Regions from separate parts of the Danio rerio genome. Here region 1 is linked to region 2. The links are chromatin contacts, called in public Hi-C maps. All regions are on one chromosome and are shown on one strand. Each heading gives the region's core, a stretch centred on a gene start, on an enhancer-like site or on the middle of the called end of the contact. The rest is flanking DNA. Distances are from core to core; before and after follow the strand shown. Region 1 overlaps tle2a (TLE family member 2, transcriptional corepressor a). Region 2 holds the start of tle2a (TLE family member 2, transcriptional corepressor a).

Region 1 (5,773 bases), core at 567-3,066, 38 kb before region 2:
TGGACCCTTTTCACAAGACAGTGATGTCGTCTCAGCTACTTAGATTTGTTTTAAAATGTATGTATTATGAATTTATACTTTGTATTACATCATCTTGCTACAAAAAAATAGTTAATGCTTATGCATGGCCTTTCTAATGCAGCATCTATGGACAGGACAGTAAAGTTGGCATAGTTTCTCTGCTCTGGCTGCCTTTATCAGTCTCACACTTTTTTTAAATAACACTATCATGGAGTTTTTCTTTTGTTATTGAAGCTAATTGTAATGCAAAAAATGTATTTGTGATACTGTCCCATTCACAGCTCTCTAAGGTTACCCAACTATGGAGAGTTCCGTCATGGAGGAAACCAGAAATGTGAAAAGGGTCTAAACAAGAACTTTAAAGATTAACTGGTTGGCATTTAGGAGTAGAGTTTACATAACAGCATATGTTGCCTTGTTGATGTTACGCGAGTACTGACAGTATGGTATGTAAGGGCAAAAATTTTATGTTGGCAGATTTTGCTCACATTTAGGTCATGCAGTTTTGTCGTGGTGACTAATAAAAAGCTGCTGAGTTTAAGGCCCAATCCCAATTAAATTTGTGTACCCCTACCCCTTCCCCTTGGCCCGTGAAACAGAGTGTGAAGAGTAAGGGCTTCGAAATGTAAGAAAAGGGTTCTAAATGTAAGAAATAGTACAGCACTACAGCACCTGCACACGTCATCATATGTCATCACGATCTCTTTCTACATATGAGATAGACAATCACGACTGTTGTAGTTATTAAAGTTGCGTTTTTTGGGTATTTATCTTCAGAAAATCCCTGAAGGCAACAATACAAATCTATCATAACAATATAATGTGGCAATAAGATTGTAGCTGTACTGTGTATTTACAATGTGGATATATTCATCAATGTAAACTCATGAAAACAACATTAAAATTATAGCAGCTGTGAAAAGCTCATTCCCAGCCAATATACTTTTCTGACAGGGTATTCGAGTGACAGAATGTTTTGGAACTGCTATACAGGAGTTATTATTATGGTTTATGGACAGCGAAATTTTGCGGTTTTTATTTTAGCGTTTTTTTTTTTTTTTTTTTTTGCATTATGGTAAAACACGAACTGCGTTATGAATGTAGGGGTAAGGGGAAGGTCTAAGGAATAGAATTGGGATTGGGCCTAAAAGTGACTTTAGAGTGAACTCTGCAGCAAGTATTGCTAAACTTTCCACAGAAATTCACAAGAAATTTCACTGAAATGAGACTGAAACTTTTGCAACAAGCCTTCCAAAGTTAACACTACAGCTTTGGCTAGCATACATGTATAAAATCAATTCAGCTGTGTCCATTCTTGCTCCCGAAGGGCCATGGTCGCAACAAATTTCCAGGTAAGTGTGTTAAAGCTAAATTTTGCAGGACGTTTGCCCACCAGGTGCAGGACTGGACACTTGTGCATTAATTGGACAACAACTGTTCTTGGCATTGTGTGCTCACTCTGAAAATTTGATTCCATAATGCAATCCCAGCAATCATCTATTATAACTGCACTATGTTAAGGTAAATTGTCAGTACGATTTTATTTGTTATACCTCTGTGGTGCTCTGCTGCGGCCGCCGCTGCCACGGCCTCCAAATGGGCTCGCTCGTCTTTAGAGGCCAACTGGGCCCCGAGAGCTCCAGAAAGGGCCAGCAGCCCGGAGCCGCCCCCCAAAGCCAATCCTGGGTGAGGCAAACCGGAGGGGTGAGGGGCCATGGGTAACCCCTGGGCAGCATGCTGAGAAAGGTGCTGGGCCTGCAGCTGTTGCTAGAGGGAGCAAGAGGAAGAGGACGATGGAGGAATGACGAAAGGGAGGTGGGGTCAGAGAGAGGGGGGGAAAAAAGATGAAGGGAGTGTGGGAGATAAAAGAGAGCGACACAGAGGCCGAGATGGAAGTGGAGTGAAGAAACAGATAGCCAGAGGAAATGAAGAGAGCATGAGGAGGAGGAGAGAGAGATGAGAGGAAAGGGAGAGAGAGAAAAACACACAACACAGTTAAGTCTTGGAAGTGCACCACAGCCAAAGAGGCTGTTACAAAGGGAATGCATTCATGACCCATTCCCAGTGTCCCGGGAGCGGGGAAGCTCCTCGCACTGGTGTCGACCTGCTCTAACGGATGGGTTGGGGAGCAGCACTGCTACAGCGTTCACTAATGAGCATGGCAAAATAAAGGGAAATTAAAATCACTTGAGCTGAAGCGGGTGATGGCCGAGTGAAAAATAAAAATGTAAAGCAAATAAAAATACAGAAAGTTTTTTTCCAAACTAAATGAAGCGCAAAAAAGTCAATTTACGCACCTTCATATTTTTCCAAACCGCTACTCTGCTAACACTTTCCATACTACATCAGTCCAAACCCACTTAAAACTTACTAGCTCCGAGGTGCTCGACCCTGTTCCTGGAGATCTACTGTCCTGCAGATTTCAGTTGCAACCCATATCAAACACACTTGCCTGTAGTTATCAAGTGCTGTTCAGGTCCTAATTAATTGGTTCATGTGTGTTTGAGCTGAACTCTGCAGGAAGGTAGATCTTCAGGAACAGGGTTAAGCACCCCTGTACTAGCCCATAGTCATTAGGTTTATGTAAGATTTGAAAATTCCAACAAAAGATTTTGAAACACAAGTATCATATGGCTTACGAAAGCTTCACAAATTGAGTACTAGTCATACAAAGGCCTTTTTCTGTTCTTTTTATACATATCTGGAGACATGAGGGGGATTTACACCAGGTTGTTATAAAAACTTGCCACAGGGCAGGCCCCCCTGGAACTGATTCTTTTCCCCTAGGGCCATTTTCCTGGTTTCATTCACACTGTCACAAGAAACTCTGCAGTGATGTAAGCCCACAGACATCTGTAAGGGAAGTACCAAGTAATTGGGCTGTGTTTTTGCTTTAAGTCATAATTTTCCTTCCTGCCTGTCTATGACTTTACAGTACTGTGCATGTATTTCAAATGGCATGTGTTTGGTCAGTGACAGTTCACCTACTTCACTAGCTATTTTTCCATCCAAAAATGTGAATTAAATTTATATGCAAAAGTGGAATACCGCATAAAAGATGCGCGTTTCCATCCAACAAGTCAAAGAGAACAAAACAGTCACTTCCTGATTAACTGGCGCAAAATATAAAAAAAAAAGGAATTTGCTGCGGTAGGAGAAGCTGCGTGAATCTTTTCTTTATATAATAAATGAACACCTTGGAAGACAGTATGCTGACACGAAATGAACACGTGGTGGCATTTGAAGGAGTGAGATGCTGATCACAAATGCTCTTAACGATTCTGGAGGTAATTAATTATATAATAAAACTAATACTGAAACGGTTAAGGCATTTTGGAATGATCAAAACAACATTTCAGATGTTTTACAGTGTGCTCAGCCTGCTGGTTTGTCCAGTCACTTAAATTTTACACATGATCTCTGATAACAAAATCACTTGACTTTTTTTATTGCACATAATGGGATTTGTTTGGTGAAAGTGTTTACATGGTAGTTTACATTGCATCTTTTGTTAACAAATAAAGTTTATCCTTCTCAGTTATTCAAATACGTTTTTTATTCACTTTTTCAAAACGTATGCGCATCTTGGCGTTTCCTTCAACCGTTTTTTACATGTATTTCCAAAATGTGCATGAAAATAGGTGGATGGAAACATAGCTAATGATACTACTCTGAAGTCGGAAGAAATTTAGTCCCACCAGTTCCTGCAGTTCATCTATAGGAACTATGACTACCATAGAGGTCAATGACTACCAGTTTCCAACATTCTTTCATAATATAGCATTTAACAGAAAAAATAACGTATATATCAAAGGTTTGGAATCACTTGAGGCTTATAGGTATATTTTGGGTGAACAATCAATTTAATCGATTTAACTAGCCGTTCAGCCAAACGACTAAACTATTTGGACTCTCAAATAAAAACAAAATCAAACCAAACAGGAAAACCGCAATGACAACTCAAGGGGAAAAGTCTTAAATTAAAAAAAATAAAAAAAAAGATGAAAAGATGGATGTACACACTGTGGGAGGCAGAGGGGGGAGTCCACGTACCCCTATCGACGCATTCAACTCCCCCATAGTCACCTGTTTGGCGCGCTCCATGGCCTGGACCACCTGCTGCTGGTGCTATGGACGGAGGTCAAAAAAAAAAAGTCCGTCAGTGATAAACAAACAACAAGCGGCAAAACAAGGCAGATGGCCACCCTAGTGTGTGTCTTTGTGTGGTGCACAGTTTTCTAAAGTGTTTTTGTATGAATACACACACACACACTTAAAACAGGAGGGGGAAGTTGTTTTTCTTCAGTCAGGAAAAGCTCTGGGCAAACCGTAAGCGTTTTTTTTTGTGGAAGCGGGTTTACAAGAATAACAATAGTCTTCCCAGAGGCATCTGAATGAGAGACTATGTGAGGAAATATGGGAAAAGTGTGTGTGTGTGTGTGTGTGTGTGTGTGTGTGTGTGTGTGTGTGTGTGCGAGAGAGAGTGAATTATCAATCACAGAGCATCTGAACGTGGCGTGTGTGTGAGAGTCATGATGTGTAGCTGGGCACTGTGTGTGTGTGTTGGTCTCGTCTCACCTCCTGTGACAGGAATGGAATGAGCTGGGCACAAATCACATTCAGCCGCTTGGCGATCTCCGTCTGCACAGATATGAAGAGCACAGGAGGAAAGGAAAGCAAATAAAAACATATTTCATTTTCACGTGTTTATAAACATTTTTTGAATATTACACGTTTGTAGCCTAGATTGGCTATTGGAGTCAGGACTCAAACTCAAGGTGACCACAGCTCTTTTGGCGCACTGACCTCTGATAATTCATTCATTCCTTAGTCCCTTTATTAATCCGAGGTCGCCACAGCGGAATGAACCGCCAACTTATTCGGCAAGTTTTTACGCAGCGGATGCCCTTCCGGCCACAACCCATCTCTGGGAAACATCCACACACAAATTCACACACACACTCATACACTACGGACAATTTAGCCTACCCAATTCACCTGTACCGCATGTCTTTGGACTGTGGGGGAAACCGGAGCACCCGGAGGAAACCCATGCGAAGGCAGGGAGAACATGCAAACTCCACACAGAAACGCCAACTGAGCCGAGGTTCAAACCAGCGACCCAGCGACCTTCCTGCTGTGAGGCGACAGCACTATCTACTGCGCCACTGCCTTGCCGATACCTCTGATAATAATAATAATTCCTTACAGTTATGCAGTGCTTTTCTGGACACTCAAAGCGCTCTACAAATTGGCGAGAATCTCCTCATCCACCACCAGTGTGCAGCATCCACCATATTGCGCCAGACCGTGCACCACACACCAGCTTATTAGTGGAGAGGAGACAGACTGATGAAGCCAATTATGATATGGGGATGGTTAGGAGGCTATGATGGACATAGGCCAGGGTTAAACCCCTACTCTTTTTCGAAGGACATCCTGGGATTTTTAACAAACACAGAAAGTCAGGACCATGGTTTACTGTCTTAACTGAAAGACAGATTACTGAGCAGTATAAAGTACCCTCCACTATACTGGGGCATTAGGACCCACACAGAAAACAGGTTAAGCGCCCCCTGCTGGTCTCACTAACACCACTTCTGGCAACAAATAGCTTTCCTATGTGGTCTCTCATCCAGGTACTGACCAGGTTCAGCCCTACTTGGTTTCAGTGGGCGACTATGCGAGTTGCAGAGAGCCAGCTCTAGGATACTGGCAACATTACTTATCTTTGTTTTTAAGGAGTAAGGAA
Region 2 (6,008 bases), core at 2,593-5,092:
TCTATGTCCACTGAGCTATCCAAACCACAGCTTCTTTCTTTCTGTCAGAGGTCTGGCTGAGGGACCTACAAGACTCCCACATGGCCTACATCCGAGAATTGCTACATAGTCTGTGAAATGCTGTGGCCAGCCATGATGACCGACATCCCAAAACCTGTCAACACAGTGGCCTAACCTTTGATAAAGCTGTTTCTCTTTTCACACACAAATCACTTGAAAAGATCTGACCACAGCTTTGACGTTTCCATTCCCAGAGAAAAGCTACACAGCCCAGTTTAGAATTTGCCAAAGTTTTTAACTTGTTGCTGAGATCATTGTGTAAATTATAACTGTGCTTTAAAAACAGCTGTATTTTCTCTTTCAGGGGTGCTCAACCCTGTTCCTGGAGATCAACTTTCCTGCAGAGTTCAGCTCCATCCCTGATGAAACACACATGAACCAATTAATTAGGACCTGAACAGCACTTCAGATAGGTGTGTTTGATATGGGTTGCAACAGAAATCTACAGGCAGGTTGGTCTCCAGGAAAAGTATTGAGCACCCCTGTCTTAAAGTGTGTTTTCTTGGTAGTCACCAAGCGAAGCGTTTGAGAATCAGCGAGTCTGTTAATCATCATGCTTTTGTTAAAAAAACAAAAAGTTAAGAATTCACACAAACATCTTCACCAAGAGAAATTAGACTGAGGCTAAAAATAACTGAAAGCACTTTCTGTATCTCTGAACCATATGATGTCGATATGAAAAACCTCTTTAGGTGTACACAAAATCAAGCAACCAGGCCATGCTTTCTGCTGCAACATTTGAAGTTCAGGGATTGCATATAAAATCTTTCGACTACAGTGTCAACAACTAGCATCCATTTGCATTTAAAAGAACCACCCAGGGAATCTGACCTAGGCGCGGCCTTGTTTCATTGATTCCATACTCTACGGCAGCATGGAGCTTTAAGGAATGCCCCAGTAATCCCTTACTTAGACGGGGGAGGGGATGTGGGGTGTAGTATGGTGCCAGGCACCTGTTTCATTAACATCACACATCTTTTCTCTACCCTCTCCGCAAGCTCGTTATTCAAATTTCCCCGCTGTCAGGATACATTAGCGGTGCCGCGACGTTGGCTTGTCAGCTGTGGTAATTGCTCTAGGTGCTTCCTTTATGAGGTAACCCGCAGCCTGTTTGTTCTTTCAGTTTCAAGGAATTCCGCACTTTCTTCCAATGACTTTTGCAAACCTTGTCCAGAATGCTTCGATTCATGGCTGAGGGTGCCAAGGCATGTGCCATGGCCGGAACGGGCCATGCCTTGATTTTACTCGGATTCCTCTGAAAACAGTAGGCTGGAGGAGAGCAAGAGTGTCAGGAAGGATGTTGGTGCTTTACTGTTTATTGATATCTTAGCTGGAGCGGATCCCTCCAGAAGCCAGAATTAGGACCAATCAGCAGTAGGAACTGCCCACTATTTCAAACTGGCAATTAAGATGTTCCATTTGGTAGTTCAGTTACACACAATTTAATAATAAAGAAAGTAGTAATGCAGCCCAGCAAACAATTTTGTGTTTAATAGACATCTAAATGTAAACAGACATCCAAGAATAGCCCAAAACTAGACTAGACTAGTCAAATAGACGGACTTTATGCGTGTAGTCATTCATTTTTTTTTTATTTGACGACTAGTCTAGTTTTAACCTATTCTTAGATGTCTATTAGATTTTCACTGACAGTCCAATTTCAGCCTTGTTTTAGCCAAGACGACCAGTATCAGATGCTAATAATCCAGGCTGTATTCTGCAATAAAAGTGCAAACATTCTGTTTCTCTTTTACCCGAATACAAAAGTCCTTATGTTTTTAGATATGACTCTCCCTATCAGCCTTAAGTTATATGGTGGACAGCAACCACTTACTCTTCTTTTCAATAATAAAAACACTTTTAAATACTGCTGGACAGATTAATTAGCATGAAATTTGCCACCTTGTTAAAGATTTCTGCCTGCATCAAACAAACGGTTTCGAATTATACTGATTCTTTAAACAAGGTGACAATTTTCTGAAATATTAACCTTGTTTACTTGTTGAGGAATGTGTGGGTGGATTATGTCTGCTTCAACATCTTTATTTAATGCATAAGATCTTTTTCCAATTTCATTTAGACATATTTGCTTTTAATCAAATTAATTAAACGCCACTCTTCAGATTTTATTCCGTATATGGATACTAACAGATAAAGATATGATCTGGACCGAAGAAGATCACTTATTAAAAATGTCAAAACATGGCTGAATCACATGCCAACCACCTCTTCATGTCCCAGGTTGTTTAAGGTGAGTGGAAAGAGGTCGTATTCAGAAGTAGCGGAGTGCCCTGGAAAAACAGGTTGGACCAATCGCTCATTCTAAGAAGAAATAAGAAAAGAACCAAGCAGCCTATAGACACCACAGAGCAACAACTAAGAGGGGTGGAAATCCTAAATACTTCACCTATGTAGTGTGCATCTCCTTCAGATCACGAAATTGCACACCCCAGTGGAATCTAATTTCCATCCCTTAGGAAATGAATGTCAAAGCATTCTTGGGGAAGGTTAGGGGTGCTGGGGGAGGGGTGCACGGTGACTGTAGGGAAATCTCAGGAAGGATTTTAACACTTAGTTTGATTCAATCAGTCAGGCGTGTTCAATGATAAATGAATAATTTATTAAATAGTGGTCAACAAATATGTTTTTTTAACAGTCAATAACGTCAATATGATAACTAGAGTCTATGGTTGCCGAAATAACACCACATAAACATGATATAAACATTGAACACAGAAACCAGGCTAACACTTATTTACCATACACTATATATTCTGACAGAACTTTTGAGACATGAGAGATCTAATGCACCTATTAATAAGCCAAGCATCTTGATTATTCATACTTGTGAAGTTTCAAGCTTCTTTGGGAGATGTTACATGCCATAAGTTAAAAAAATATATATGTAAAAATAACAAATCAATACGAGCATTGTGGAGGTTCATGTAGTACTACAATCTGATATTTCAAATGAAATGTATGAAAAGCTCTACTAAAACTTGTAGTAGCTACAATTCATCACGAAGTACAACAGTACTAAGATCTGCCTACAATATGACGTGGTACAACAATAACATAATGGAAAAGTGGTATCCAACACAACAATTCAATTCATTTAATGCATTGTTTACCTTGAATTTTTGGGACAGAAATCAGGCTAATTCAAAAGCACATTTTACGGTCTCTCGCTTATATCCAATCTTAATTGCTCAAATTGCAATCCACGTGAACGTTTAGCCAAAATGATGAGACAAAGGATACAAACACACTTTGTTTTATCAATGATATGCACTAAAGCGCATTGCGCACCAAGCAGACGGTCATTTTACTGAGTAGTGAGGCAACTTACCGGAGGTCGATTCTGGGGAAACATGGTGAATAGCGTGGTTTGTTGCGGTTTGAGAATCGTCTGTTTCGATGCTGTGTTAAATGATGTTTCGAGAGACTTTGCGCCTTTCTCCAGGTCTCAGAAGAACATTTGGCCCTGTTTCGGCGGCGCCAGGCTCGGCTCGCGCATTCCTCGCTCAAGACTCCCTTTGTTCTGCTTTATCGCGCGATACAAGATGCGCCCAGTCCGGTATCGAGTCCCTCAATACGATGCACCTCGAAATATCAGAATGCACGCGCTCGGCCTTCAGAGCTCCCCCGCCCTTGATGTGCTTTACTAATGAAAATGATAAAGAAACCAAGTGGATGGCCAGCTATCGTGCTCCCAAGACGCGACACTCAACGCAGCCGCAGCTTCTTTTGTCTGCTTGTCTCTCTCTCCCTTTCTCTCTCTCTCTCTCTCCTCATCCGCTCCTTCCTTTCGGATCCTCAGCTGTTTTTCAATGGGACATGCGAGTTGTTTTCTTCAAGAGAAACGCATGCCCCCCCGTGCAAAAAAAAAAAAAAAAGAGAGAGAGAGAGAGAGGGCTTGGCTTGTGGTAACAAGAAGCAAAGGGTTAAATTCTCAAGTTACACTCATTTTAGGCTGCGGTGGAAGTAGGAACCCCTAAAATGCATGGATTGATTTGTTTATGTTGCCCTATGTGGGGCAACAGTAAACACGTGATTAGGAGAAATGATAGAAAATATGGTATAAGAATTGTTTGCATACATTTCATGTTAATATTCTGATATGACGACGGTAAAACTGCCAAGTACATATGCAAAGTATCAAGTAAAGCTGTATGACTAAAATACACAAAATATTCAAGAGAAATATTGGACATATTCAAAAATTCTGTGTTTGAATTATGAAAATGACTTATTTAGCTTTCACATACATGTTTTTGTCACATCACAACAAAATGGCTACCTGCATCTTGTTAAACACCAAACTTGATATGGCAGATAAAGCATTTCAAATATTCATATGAGTGTTTTTAAACGCTCTGTTTTGAGGAAAATGTTACAGTTTGGGCTTCAGAATTTAACATTTATATTTTAAGCCTTTACAAACACAATTTAGACATTAAAACATCTTTAAACGTCTGAGAATATCAATGCATGTTATCCACATTTGTTTACAAGTTGCCTGTTGTAAGTTGGTAGGCCCACAAAATTTCACAAACACAAACGTCAATGACGTCATATGCAAAACAAAATGCTAACAAACACATTAGTAACGGAATGGAAGGAAATTCATTGTAAAATACTACACACAATTTACCCAGTAATTAGGTTATTATCAAAGTACATTGAAATGGAGGATATCTGTGTTTACTGCAATGCAGATAAAGAGAGCCTTTGTCATTTATTTTAGAATGCAACATTGTAAGCAATTTCTGGAAGGATCTAGCCAAAATATTATCAACATGACAAAACTTAAAAATTTAATTTTATCTTAATTATATTATTTTTATTATGAAAACAAATCCAACCAAAGTCTTCCATATATTGTTAATTTCTTTATTTAATTGGGAAAAAATTACATACACAAACAGAAATTTGCTAAGTCATTTCCCACATAACGTTTTTATTTTGTATCGAGTTTAACTTTTTTATTTCTACTGTGAAATTGTTTTTAAAAAGCAAAAATCTGAGATATGTATCACTTATTACAACACATTTTTGATTCCTCTGTTAATTTTTTAAATCATTGGATGAAGAAATGCTAAACTTTTTTTGTGGAGTTATTTATATTTGTTTATTTTTTTTTACCTTTGTTATATTAGTTTTTATGTTTCACCTTTTATGTTGTGGTGTATGTTTTTTCCTGATGATTTATGCAAAAAAAAGGCTTTTAGGTAATAAATTATAGGTGATGATCACCTTAAACAAGACTACTAAAAATCTCCTGAGCACAATATATAAACGCCGTATTTTGTGATGTGGTTTAAATATAGCAGCTCGTCTCTGTCGGCTATTCACACGTTCCTCTCACGTTCTCTAATTTTATGCACAGGACTTCGATTGAAAAATAAGGGTGCAGCTAACTGTACAATGATTGAATGAAATCTCCACGTGGGGTTTGACCCAGCCACAATCAACACTGGCTGAGAGATCCAATCGGAGCCAAGAACGCCCCACGTGGGGCTTGCTGACCGAACGCTGATTGGTGCGCGTCACGATTATAGAACCCCTAACGTCAGTCATGCGCTCAGAGCGCCCAAGAAAATCATTTAACCCTTTCGGTGCGCGCGGTGGACACATTTGAATTCACATTTCAATTCCTTTTGTGATGTAAAGCAGTTTTTTTTACTCTCCTCCTTTTTTATTACTTTAAATCGCTTTGCATTGTTTTACAGCGCCCACAATGAAATCCCACGGCAAGTGGTTTAAAACCAAGACCCATTTCCTATGTAAATCACTTTTTGTTATGATTTTTCCATCTGTCTTGATTCCTAAGATAGTAAGTCCGACATTAATTTTTTGATCTTTGATCTGAAAGACACATGAAACATTGCTTCGCTATAAAGATAACATGCTTCAGGGGGCAATAAGATCCAGCGAGTGACCTAAAT

The links. Hi-C and Micro-C count contacts between places; a contact is called where the count stands out from the background.
Region 1: a Hi-C map of embryo shows a contact between it and region 2, with 1.7 times the contacts expected there. The contact joins the enhancer-like site here to the promoter of tle2a in region 2. A contact is called at or near these places in 6 of 18 Hi-C or Micro-C datasets (caudal fin, embryo and gastrula embryo) and 2 of 4 datasets of contacts at active chromatin or transcription factors (embryo and gastrula embryo).

What each region holds. Positions count from the first base shown.
Region 1 is chr22:21,504,299-21,510,071 of GRCz12tu, reverse strand. It overlaps tle2a (TLE family member 2, transcriptional corepressor a), which reads right to left. Exons shown (of 20, transcript NM_001130604.2): 5 at 4,600-4,662; 6 at 4,045-4,149; 7 at 1,575-1,788. Among named protein-coding and RNA genes, the nearest start is that of tle2a, 37 kb to the right of the region's middle. Within about 2 kb of position 1,816, at least 5 of the 62 cell types and tissues checked have an H3K27ac peak or open chromatin away from gene starts, as enhancers often do.
Region 2 is chr22:21,467,847-21,473,854 of GRCz12tu, reverse strand. tle2a (TLE family member 2, transcriptional corepressor a) reads right to left here and starts at 3,842. Exons shown (of 20, transcript NM_001130604.2): 1 at 3,410-3,842. The coding sequence starts at 3,433.